Linked DNA regions of Mus musculus: region 1 is linked to region 2. The links are chromatin contacts, called in public HiChIP or PLAC-seq maps. All regions are on one chromosome and are shown on one strand. The core of a region is the stretch at or near the end of the contact, and the rest is flanking DNA. Distances in the headings are between cores, read along the strand shown.

The links. HiChIP or PLAC-seq counts read pairs in DNA pulled down with a chosen protein or histone mark.
Region 1: an H3K4me3 HiChIP or PLAC-seq map of stem cell-derived neural progenitor cells shows a contact between it and region 2, with 3 times the contacts expected there. The contact joins the promoter of Celsr2 here to the enhancer-like site in region 2. A contact is called at or near these places in 3 of 39 promoter capture datasets (hippocampal neurons and liver), 1 of 15 datasets of contacts at CTCF or cohesin (embryonic stem cells), 11 of 484 Hi-C or Micro-C datasets (the G1E-ER4 cell line, bone marrow-derived DN3 thymocytes, bone marrow-derived macrophages and 3 more), 5 of 115 datasets of contacts at active chromatin or transcription factors (embryonic stem cells, forebrain, large pre-B cells and 1 more) and 5 of 9 other capture datasets (adipose tissue, embryonic trunk, liver and 2 more).

The regions. Positions count from the first base shown.
Region 1 is chr3:108,412,622-108,418,139 of GRCm38.p6, reverse strand. Celsr2 (cadherin, EGF LAG seven-pass G-type receptor 2) reads left to right here and starts at 2,561. Exons shown (of 34, transcript NM_017392.4): 1 at 2,561-5,518. The coding sequence starts at 2,646. Gm52630 (a long non-coding RNA gene) reads right to left here and starts at 2,119. Exons shown (of 3, transcript XR_003954680.1): 1 at 1,983-2,119; 2 at 1,471-1,690; 3 at 1,051-1,321.
Region 2 is chr3:108,165,161-108,171,093 of GRCm38.p6, reverse strand. No RefSeq gene overlaps it. Among named protein-coding and RNA genes, the nearest start is that of Gm40122, 7.3 kb to the left of the region's middle. Within about 2 kb of position 4,458, at least 99 of the 459 cell types and tissues checked have an H3K27ac peak or open chromatin away from gene starts, as enhancers often do. A contact at or near this core is called in hippocampal neurons, pancreatic islet and stem cell-derived neural progenitor cells, where this site is marked.

The DNA of each region.
Region 1 (5,518 bases), core at 1,312-3,811, 250 kb before region 2:
CAGTTTCTCCATGCATTGGTTTGGGAACTTCATCAAAAGCAAGTCTCATTACCCAACCACAATTCAAAGGATCATTAACAGACAGTATAATTTCCAAGCATTCTCTGTACCACATGCCTATGGAATGAAGAGCAAAAATGCCCACGCAATCCCCAGGAAACATAGTCTGAGGAAATGAGGAGAGGCAGAGCCCTGTGGAGACCACTTACCACTCCTCTATCTAGAGAGACTTTGTCTAAAGGAAGGAAGTTCATCTTGGGTGAAACTGTAGGCTACTCCAGCAACCAGGAGTCCTCCACTAACCCTGCCCAACACCACTACCAGGAAAACAGTCCAACATAATCCTTCTATCCAGCTTCTTTTATATTCCCCTGCAGAGAGAGAAAAGCTGCCTGTCACCTCTGGCATAACTCTGAGGTCACATGGGGGTTCTCTGGTCTAGAGCAAAGGTGGGGGAGTCCTCTACTGTAGCTAGCTGACATAGAAGGACTATGTTGGATCCTCCTGTCTCTGCTTCCCTAACATTGATGTAACAGATGTACACTCCCGTGCCCGGGCTTTTAATTAATAATGTTTTATTTTTACTTTTGAGTTTATAGTATAATTATATCATCTCTCCCTTTTCTTTCCTCCCTCCAAACCTTCCTATATACCTCTCCTTGCCCTCTTTCAAATTCATCCCCTCTTTTTTCATTGCTGTTATATTCATATATGTATAGACATTTCTAAATACAACCTGCTCCATCTGTAGAGTGTTACTTGTATGTATTTTCCGGGACTGACCATTGGTACAGAATAACAAATCAGCATGCTCTTCCTTGGGGAAAGCCTGTTCTCCCGCTCAGAATCCCCGAGTCGCCTGTAGTTCTTGTACAGGGCTGAGGCCTCCTGGTCTGTCTCCTGACTACTTTGGTTCATGTTTGAGCAGTCACGTTGGTGAGCCTGTGCCCAGCTTTCTAATGTGGGTGCTGGGAATCCAGACTCAGCTCGGTGGGGTCTCTCTACCCACTCAGCTATCTCCTCAGACCATATCATCACCTCCCTCGAGACTTCTGAAAATCCATTACTTTATTCAAGTCCCTCACTCTAGGAAAGGTCGCACATAGCTAGCATGTGAGAGTGGCCTCCTCTCTCATACAATCTGACATCCCTCATTGCTCAGGGTATGAGAGGAAGAAGCCCTCTGGCTTGCCCAGCCTCACTCTTCCCGGTTCTTTGGTCCCAACATCTTGTGTGAACTCCACTTATGGGAAGATTCATCAGTTCTTCATACCCCTTCCAGAAGGTTCTGGGGTGGCATTCCATGAAGGGCTCAGTAGTCCTGTGCAATGGACAGGGCCATTTGCTAGTTACAAAGCCGCGGGTAGGAGGAGGACAGCAGTTGGACATTGATCTAGGAGGGAGGAGGGATAAAGAAAAAGGAACACGTCCTAAGGTCCAGGAAGCTTGGGCCCTCTGGAACCAACTCACCCTGGCCCTAGGAATCTGGTAGTGTTAGTGCTCTTGCTGCTTTGGACATTCTGGTTCACTTCCCCTGACCTGACATGTGGTACCCAAGATGTATCCCAAATGAGCTTAGGGGTCCTTTTGTCCAAGATATCCAAGTGAGAGCACGACTTCTGGTATCTGGGGGAGACTTTGTAGTGTCGAGCGAAGTCGAGCAAAGTCGTCTTTACTTCTGACCCGGGACCTGTAGGATGGGGCAGCAATGAGGGCTTTCAGGGATGGTAAGACTGGAAAGTTGTCTGTCTGTCTGTCTGTCTGTCTGTCTATATCCACCCACCTCCCACCCCCTGGTCACCTCCTGCAGACATTAAGACTGTTTTGAAAGAGCGCTAGCCATAGAATTTTACAAGAGTATCAATTCCCTGTGTGGCTTCTGATTGTTCATTCCTCTTTAAGCTGTAGAAGGGATCCAGAAATGGAAAGGAGCAAGTCTGATGTGCTGGGAAGAAAAATTCTACCAGAGGCGGGAATCTTACTTAGAGCCGCCATGCAGAAGAGGGCGCTGGGTGGGGCCCACCTCCTCGGCGCGTTGGGCGTCGCCGCTTTAAGACCGCGGCGGCGCGAGCAGGTCTATGGTAATGAGCCGCCGCCACCACCGCCGCTGCTCTGCAGAGCTCGCCCGCCCGCCCGGGAGGCGAGGGAACGCGGGTCTGGGCCCGGGACCCCGGCGACCGGTAGCTGCCGCGGCGGGGACGCAGGGCGCGAGCGGGTGGCGCAGGGCCATCGTTGGCAGCCGGGCCCGGGCCGGAGCGTGAGGCTCCGCAGACGCAGGTGGGCGACCTTACGCGGGCGGAGGGGACATTCTGGGGCTCGGGACCGGGGGACCCGGCAGAGCCAGAGATCCTCGCGGCCCGCGGGCGCAGGTAGAGAACGCTCAGAGCGCAGGTGGAAGCGCAGCGTGAACCCGCAGTGGTCGCGGCGACTCGGGAGCGGGCCCGGCTTCGAGAGTGGTGGGAGCCCGGCGCATCGTGGGCTAAGAGCGCGGCCCCGCCGAGCCATCTGGGTGCAGGCCCAGTGGGACGTACAGGTGGCCCCCGGGGACCCGCGCCCCGGCCCGGGCATGAGGCGCGGCGGGGCCGGCAGGAGCCGGAGGAAGAGCCGCCGCGGCTGTTGACCCGGCTGGCCGGGAACAGGGAGAGATGCGGAGCCGGGCTGCCAGCGCCCCCCTCCCAACGCCGCTGCTGCCGCTGCTACTGCTGTTGCTGCTGCTGCCACCGTCGCCACTACTGGGAGATCAAGTGGGGCCCTGTCGTTCTCTGGGATCCGGGGGACGCAGCTCCTCTGGGGCCTGCGCCCCCGTGGGCTGGCTCTGCCCAGCCTCTGCTTCGAACCTCTGGCTCTACACCAGCCGCTGCAGAGAATCGGGCATTGAGCTGACCGGCCACCTGGTGCCCCACCACGATGGCCTGAGGGTTTGGTGTCCAGAATCAGGGGCTCATATCCCTCTTCCGCCATCCTCTGAAGGCTGCCCCTGGAGCTGTCGTCTCCTGGGTATCGGAGGACACCTTTCTCCACAAGGCACGCTGACCCTGCCTGAAGAGCACCCTTGCTTAAAGGCCCCACGGCTCAGATGCCAGTCTTGCAAGCTGGCACAGGCCCCAGGGCTCAGGGCTGGGGAAGGCTCACCAGAGGAATCTCTGGGTGGGCGCAGGAAAAGGAATGTGAATACAGCTCCCCAGTTCCAGCCTCCCAGCTACCAGGCCACAGTGCCTGAGAACCAGCCTGCTGGTACCTCTGTTGCATCCTTAAGAGCCATTGATCCAGATGAGGGTGAGGCGGGTCGACTTGAGTACACCATGGATGCCCTCTTTGATAGCCGCTCCAATCATTTCTTCTCCTTGGACCCAATCACCGGTGTTGTCACCACAGCTGAGGAGCTGGATCGGGAGACCAAGAGCACCCACGTCTTCAGGGTCACTGCACAGGATCACGGTATGCCCCGACGGAGTGCCTTGGCCACGCTTACCATCTTGGTGACCGACACCAACGATCACGACCCTGTTTTTGAGCAGCAAGAGTACAAGGAGAGCCTCAGGGAGAACCTGGAGGTTGGCTATGAGGTGCTTACAGTCAGGGCCACCGACGGCGACGCCCCTCCCAATGCCAACATTCTGTACCGCCTGCTGGAGGGGGCCGGAGGCAGCCCCTCAGACGCCTTTGAGATCGATCCTCGCTCGGGGGTGATCCGAACCCGCGGCCCTGTAGACCGGGAGGAAGTGGAATCCTACAAGTTAACAGTGGAGGCGAGTGACCAGGGCCGGGACCCAGGCCCGCGGAGTTCCACAGCCATTGTTTTCCTGTCGGTGGAGGATGATAATGACAACGCCCCCCAGTTTAGCGAGAAGCGTTATGTGGTCCAGGTGCGGGAGGATGTGACCCCAGGAGCCCCAGTTCTCCGAGTCACCGCCTCCGATAGAGACAAGGGCAGCAATGCCCTAGTGCACTACAGCATCATGAGTGGCAATGCTCGGGGCCAGTTCTATCTGGATGCTCAGACTGGAGCCCTGGATGTGGTAAGCCCACTCGACTATGAGACAACCAAAGAGTATACGCTTCGGATCCGGGCTCAGGACGGTGGCCGTCCTCCACTCTCCAATGTCTCTGGCCTAGTAACAGTGCAAGTCCTAGACATCAACGATAACGCCCCCATCTTTGTCAGCACCCCTTTCCAGGCCACCGTCCTAGAGAGTGTCCCTTTAGGCTACCTTGTTCTGCACGTCCAGGCAATTGATGCTGACGCTGGTGATAACGCCCGCCTCGAGTATAGCCTGGCAGGGGTTGGGCACGACTTTCCCTTCACCATTAACAATGGCACAGGCTGGATCTCTGTGGCCGCAGAGTTGGATCGGGAAGAGGTTGATTTCTACAGCTTTGGTGTAGAGGCCCGGGACCATGGCACCCCAGCGCTCACGGCCTCAGCCAGTGTCAGTGTAACCATCCTGGACGTCAATGACAACAACCCAACCTTCACGCAGCCAGAGTACACCGTTCGGCTCAACGAGGACGCCGCCGTGGGCACCAGTGTGGTGACCGTGTCAGCCGTGGATCGAGACGCTCACAGTGTCATTACCTACCAGATCACCAGCGGCAACACCCGCAACCGCTTCTCTATCACCAGCCAAAGTGGTGGTGGACTGGTCTCCCTTGCCTTACCGCTAGACTACAAACTCGAGCGGCAGTATGTGCTGGCAGTGACTGCCTCAGATGGCACAAGGCAGGACACAGCTCAGATAGTAGTGAATGTCACCGATGCCAACACCCACCGTCCCGTCTTCCAGAGCTCCCACTACACAGTCAACGTTAATGAAGACCGGCCAGCAGGCACCACAGTGGTGCTGATCAGCGCCACGGATGAGGACACGGGGGAGAATGCCCGAATCACCTACTTTATGGAGGATAGCATCCCCCAGTTCCGAATCGACGCGGACACTGGGGCTGTCACCACCCAGGCTGAGCTGGACTACGAGGACCAGGTGTCTTATACCCTGGCCATCACTGCTCGGGACAATGGCATTCCCCAGAAGTCTGACACCACCTATTTGGAGATCCTGGTGAATGACGTGAACGACAACGCCCCCCAGTTCCTCAGAGATTCCTACCAGGGCAGCGTCTACGAGGACGTGCCGCCCTTCACCAGCGTCCTGCAGATCTCAGCCACGGATCGAGACTCCGGTCTGAATGGCAGGGTTTTCTACACCTTCCAAGGAGGAGATGATGGGGACGGTGACTTTATTGTAGAGTCGACATCGGGCATTGTGCGCACACTGCGGAGGCTGGATCGTGAGAACGTGGCCCAGTACGTCCTGCGGGCCTATGCGGTGGACAAGGGCATGCCACCAGCCCGCACACCCATGGAAGTGACAGTTACTGTCCTGGATGTGAATGACAACCCCCCTGTCTTTGAACAGGATGAGTTTGACGTATTTGTGGAAGAGAACAGCCCCATCGGGCTGGCCGTGGCCCGGGTCACAGCCACTGACCCAGATGAAGGGACCAACGCACAGATCATGTA
Region 2 (5,933 bases), core at 3,209-5,708:
CAGGCAGAGGCAGGGGGAATCTCCTTGAGGTTGATGCAGCCTGGTCTACAGAGAGAGAGAGAGAGAGAGAGAGAGAGAGAGAGAGTTAGTTCTAGGGCAGCCAGGACTACACAGAGAAATCCTGTCTCAACAAACAAACAAACAAACAAATTAACAAACAGACAACAACAAAACCCAAAAAAGAATGTGTGTATATGTGTTTGTGTGTATACACAGACATATATATTGTTCCATATTGGAAGAGATTAAAGGACAATTCTAAATGCAACACACACCATTCTGGATCTGATCTGTAAGCAATGTCATTAGGACAATAGAGGAAATTTGAATTGAACATTGTTCTGCATCAAGGTTAGTTTCCCAGCTGCAATGTTGTACTGTGGTAATGTTGGAGAACATCTGGGTATTTTTTATTAAGTATATACTGAAATATTAAATGGTAAAAGGATATTATACCTGCAATTTACTGTCCAATGTATCAGAAAATGTACATACATATGCATACACACACACACACACACACACACATATATACACACAAAAAGAGAGAAAGAGAGACAGGGGCACAGAGAGAATAGAAAAACTGAGATGAGCCAGGCGTGGTGGCGCACACCTTTATTCCCAGCACTTGGGAGGCAGAGGCAGACAGATTTCTGAGTTCAAGGCCAGTCTGGTTTACAAAGTGAGTTCCAGGACAGCCAGGACTATACAGAGAAACCCTGTCTCGAAAAACCAAAACCAAAAACAACAACAACAACAACAACAACAACAACAAACTGAGCTGTAAAACAAACCAAGGAAACTGATTGAAAAGGTAATTAATGCAGGAGTTCTTTGAAACTTTTCTACAAATTCAAAACTATTTCAAAATAAAAAGTTGGAGCTGGAGAGGTGGTTCCGTGGTTAAGAGTCTTTTTGCTCTTCCAGAGGACCCAGGTTCAGTTTCTTGTGCCCACATGATGCTAACAACCGTCCTGTAACTCCAGTTCCAGAGCATTCCATATCATCTTCTGGCCTCCTGGGCACTGCATGCACATAGCACACAGACATACATGCAGGCAAAACACTCTTATACATAAAACGAAAATAAATAGAATTGCAAAATAATAAAGTAAAAAAAAAAAAACTGCACACTGTGAGCAGAATGCTTTTGGACTCTGGCAAGAGAGACACTTAAGAGGTAGGGTTAAATCGGGTGGTGGTGGTGCACGCCTTTAATCCCAGCACTTGGGAGGCAGGGGCAGGTGAATTTCTGAGTTCGAGGCCAGCCTGGTCTACAAAGTGAGAGAAACCCTGTCTCAAAAAAACAAAAACAAAAACAAAAACAAAAACAAAACAACAACAACAACAAAGAGGTAGGGTTAACAGCCATGAGGAGGAGATAGTAATGTCAGGGAGTGAACGGACTTGGGTTCAATGAACTAGATAGGGTTCTGATCTTGCCTTTTGCCAGTCAGGGGATCTGGGAGAAACCATTTATTTCACCTCGCTGAGCCTCAGCTGACAGGACAGAGCCCCTCAAGAGTACCAGGCAGCATTAAATATTAACATAAAAATATATGTGGCAGAACTCTGTGAGCCATGAAATGTGGCAGCAGGCATATCACAGAGTACTTTGTTTCTCTCAGGAAGCTACAGCCAGTGAGTGCTGCGCTGCCCCTCCCCCCAGGCCTCTCAGCTTCTCACCCGGGGACTCTCCTTGTGGTCACTCTCATGGGGATGGTCTCTCTTATGGATGGAAAACTAAGGCCACCTGGCCACCAGAAAGAGGTGGCTGTTGGTACAGCCACCAGAGCTTGGCAATGGTGCGTATATTTGTGTTCATGTGTGCAGCTGTGTAAGTGCACATGTCTTGGTTTCTGATGCTCTCTGTGTAAGCAGAGATGCTGTGGGGACTGACGGATGTCGTTACAGATTCATAAACATCTGCTTGAGTGGCCTGGGTAGTCCCTTCTAGAAGAAAAGCCCTCTGCTTTTGTCCCGTGTGACGGAAATCCTCGGGCACACAGTGTTGTATACGATCCAGCTACTCTGACAGCTAAGGAAGCAGGGTTCTAATGCTGCCTCCCACCCACTGGCAGACAGAATGAAAATCACTGCTGAGGTCTGAACCCTTGTAAAAGCCTTTCCCCCACATTCCTTCATGTAAGCCTCAAGGCCGTGGTGGCGGACTTCTTACACATCAGAACTTGCCCTGATCTGGCCTAGGATTTGCCATAGGCCACCAAGGGAACAAACTGGGGACTTTAGCCATGTTCCTCCCCACAGGCATCTTTGTCTCCCTTTGTTCCCCTTCCTGGACCCCTTCTCTGCTTGGAGAGGGGGCTCTCTCTGGTGTCCTTGATTCTCAGCGCTCTGTTTTTCAATCACAAGACTTCCACTGCTAGATCTTAGTCCCTGAAATACCCTGTTCTGGGGCTCCTGCTCCAGCTGCTCCAGCCATCCCTTGCTCCCCAGCCCTCATATTCCAGCTTGAACCACAGGGATTCAACATCTAAGTCCCTGATGCTGAGGCTGTCACTCCTTCCCTCCCTGTTCTGAGTCCAAGAGAAGAAAACAGAGATTAGCATCCTGTGCACACAGGAAACAAAGATGCCAGTGGCCCCAGGAAGCCCCACTTACGTGCTCCCTGCTCCCTGGTCCTGTTGCTATGTCAGCATCTATCTCCTGTAGACAACCCCTTCTCTCCCAATGTTAGAAGGAAGAGCAACCCTGGTTTCTAGTCTATTCCTGTGTGCCTGGCTAGAGGGAGTTTAGCTGAGGTAAAGTTATCCCCAGACTCTGTCTGCCCTGAGCACTGCTTGACTGCAGACAGACAGATGGCTCACCGTCAGACAGAGTGGAGCCCAGTGGTCTCTGCTAAGCCTCTTAGGTAGTCACTGCTCCTTTCCATTACTGAAGTTCATCTGATAGATGACTCTGGTGGTGTAACCAACATGCCCGTGACAGTCCTAGATCTCATCACTGTTCTAAGAGCCCTGAGCAGAGGTTGGGGACTGGGAGCAAGGGTAGGGGTGGGGATGAGGGTAGGGGGTGTTTTCTGATTTGGTGGAGAAGATCTCACCTTGAGCAAAGCCTCTTCCCAGGGACACAGCCTCCTCATCTGTAACACACATTCCCAGTGCCCTTCCCTTCCATGTGCTTCTACTTAGAGCCAAGTACTGGTTTCTAAGGGCTGGAACTCAGCTGGATAGAGTTCAAGTCTAGAATTCAGACCACTGTCTGTCTGTCTGTCTGCCTGTCTGTGCTTCATTCACGACGGACTCTGCAGGGGCTGTCCTAGCAGTCCGGAGAGCAGAGGAGGTTGTATGTAGCTGGCCTCTGTTCACAGGGGCAGAACCGCTGTCTGGCACTGCAGCAGCTGGGGCTCTGAGAGGCCTAGGGACTCTCGCGGTTTCTCATGGCCGTGCTGTGTGGGAAGAAGGGCAAAAGCGAACACTCCTCTCCCACCTCTGCCAGAAACTCGAGGACATGAGCCTGGGAGACCTCAGGGCTCCGTGAAAACTCAATGTGGGATGCTTGCGAGGGGTGGCTGAGGCCCGGAAGGAGCATCTGACAGAAGACGACTCAGGCAGGCACGGCAGAGCTCAACACTCAGCCTCACCATCTCTCACTAAATCAAATGAGAGAGAAGCCCATGATTTTTCAGAGGTTTCCCCCCACCCCCACCCCAGGTTTGACACTTTAAAACTCTGAAAGTAAAGAGTCAGTTTACTAAGCAATTCTGGGCTCCCTCGAACTCCTGGGGTCAGGTAGCTTGCCTCAGGTGTCACCCAGCTGAGCCTCAGGCCAGGGACGGGGTGTGGGGGGCAGGGGAGAGCTGTCATCTCTTCCTTCCATCACCCCTATTCCCTAAGGATCAGAAGAGCTGTCATTTCCCCATCTCACAGGAAACCAAACCCAACTGAGCCCAGGGGCACACTGAAGTGGCCAGGGGCCAAGAGAAGCAGCTGCCTTGGGTGTCATCTTGCTGCAGGAGTGGAGAGGACCTGGACTTTTAAGGTCCCCTTTGAGACTGGGTAGGTAATACGAGTCTTTCCCCTCCCATTACCCTGGGAGAGAAGGTTGGAATGGTCCCCAGAACTGGGCCAGCACTGGCCCCAAAGTGTGTCTATCTCACTCACCAAGCTCCCAGATGGTTAGAGCTGGGTTTCCACGTGTGAACTCGAAGCTTGTGCGCAGGAGGCAGCCTTTGAGAGAAACACAGCCCAGAGAGCCAGGGGAGGCAGCCACCAAGCTGTTTCCCCCACACACAGACAGGGTATTGATCCTGCTCGCTCACTCCCCCCCCCCCCCCCCCCCCCCGCCTTTTCTCCACTTCATGGCGCAGCTAATGGCCTGGAAAAGACTGGCCAGCTGTTCCCCAGCTGTGACATAATGAGCCCAGGGACGATCAATGCCGTTCCGGTCTCTAATTAGGCCGGGAACTGGCTGGGGTGAAAGTGTGGCCTGTTTCCTGAGGGTGCAGCTTCCACTCCAGTCCCCAGCTGCATTTTGCTGGCAGCCACCTGGGCCCCTGCATCTGCACCCTGGAGGAATAGACAGGGCCCTCCAGTGGCCATTGAGAGGGTTTCTGGCCCAGAATTCTGTCTAGGGAGGCAGAAGTAGAGGCTACAGAATCTCTCTCTCTCTCTCTCTCTCTCTCTCTCTCTCTCTCTCTCTCTCTCTCTCTCCCTCCCTCCCTCCCTCCCCTTCTCTCTCTCTCTCTCTCTCTCTCTCTCGTGTGTGTGTGTGTGTGTGTGAGAGAGAGAGAGAGAGAGAGAGAGAGAAAGAGAGAGAGAGAGATGGCTTCCCCTTGCTTGCTGTCATATCCTATTCTCTGCTTGCAGTCACTTGGTGCAGTGGTCTTCAACCCTGGTCCCCGCCAGCTCCATAGGCCTGAGGCTCTGTCGAGGACTCTCCCAGACACAGGTCCCAGATACCCAAGCCAGAGGCTAAAGGCAAGTCTGGCCGCTGGCCCAGCCTCCCTCTGCTATTCCTTCCCTCATCCAGGGAGGCAGGGACCAGCGCTTCAGTGTGCTCAGTGCAGGGGAGGAAGTAAAAGGTGTACATTCAAGCAGAGACAGGAGGAGAGTGGAGAGCTGACCCAAAGCCTGGAGCCAGAGAGGAGGAGGGAGGAAGGAGGGAAACAAAAGAGCCAAATAAGAAAGGCAGAAAAGGCGAGAAAATGGGGCAGTCAGTCCAAAGAACGGGAAGCTTAGGGAAAAGAACCAGGCCACGCCTTGTGCTCTGTGCTCGGAGGGTCAGCCCCCAAGCGTGGGATCAGATGCCCCACTAGGGAAGCTGAGGTGCCACAGAGACTCTCCAGGGGCCTGGTGTGTAATTTCAGGACCAGGAAGAGAATGGTTGGGGTCAGAAGGGCACAAGGCAAGAGCAGGGGTGTGTGGGCGGGGCTGCCTTGAGGGCTGAACAGGCCAGTGAGCTGTGCTCTCTAAGTACTGGGGGAGCTGAGAGCAAAGTCAGAAGAAGAGGAGGGGGTATTTTAGGATCCCCAAGAAGGCTCTGGAGGGAGGGGCCTGGGATTTCTGCAGCCTCTAATTCAGAGCAAGTCAATATGGCCCCGTGGTTTTTAGGGGTAGCCTGGGTTGAAGAGTATACATTGCCAGCCAGCCCTAGCACCATTTGAAACTTCAAACACAAACCGATCAGACCCAATTGATTATGTTTATCCCTTTCTTGGGCCATCCCCGACTCCTGGGCACTCTTTCTGTCTGGCTGTGATTCCAAGAAGAGACCCATTTGGAGAGACCAAAGTGTCCAGTTTCGTTCATCTTCTATCCCACCTGCCCAGGCAGTGAGCCTTTGAAGCGTCAGGGCCACAGATGGAGCCCGCCAGGAGCTACCCAAAGACCATAGCTGTTGGCTCAGATCAAAATGCACACAGGAAACGACATTCCCCGGCCAGCAGTCTCGATTCAACTATTCATCAGAAG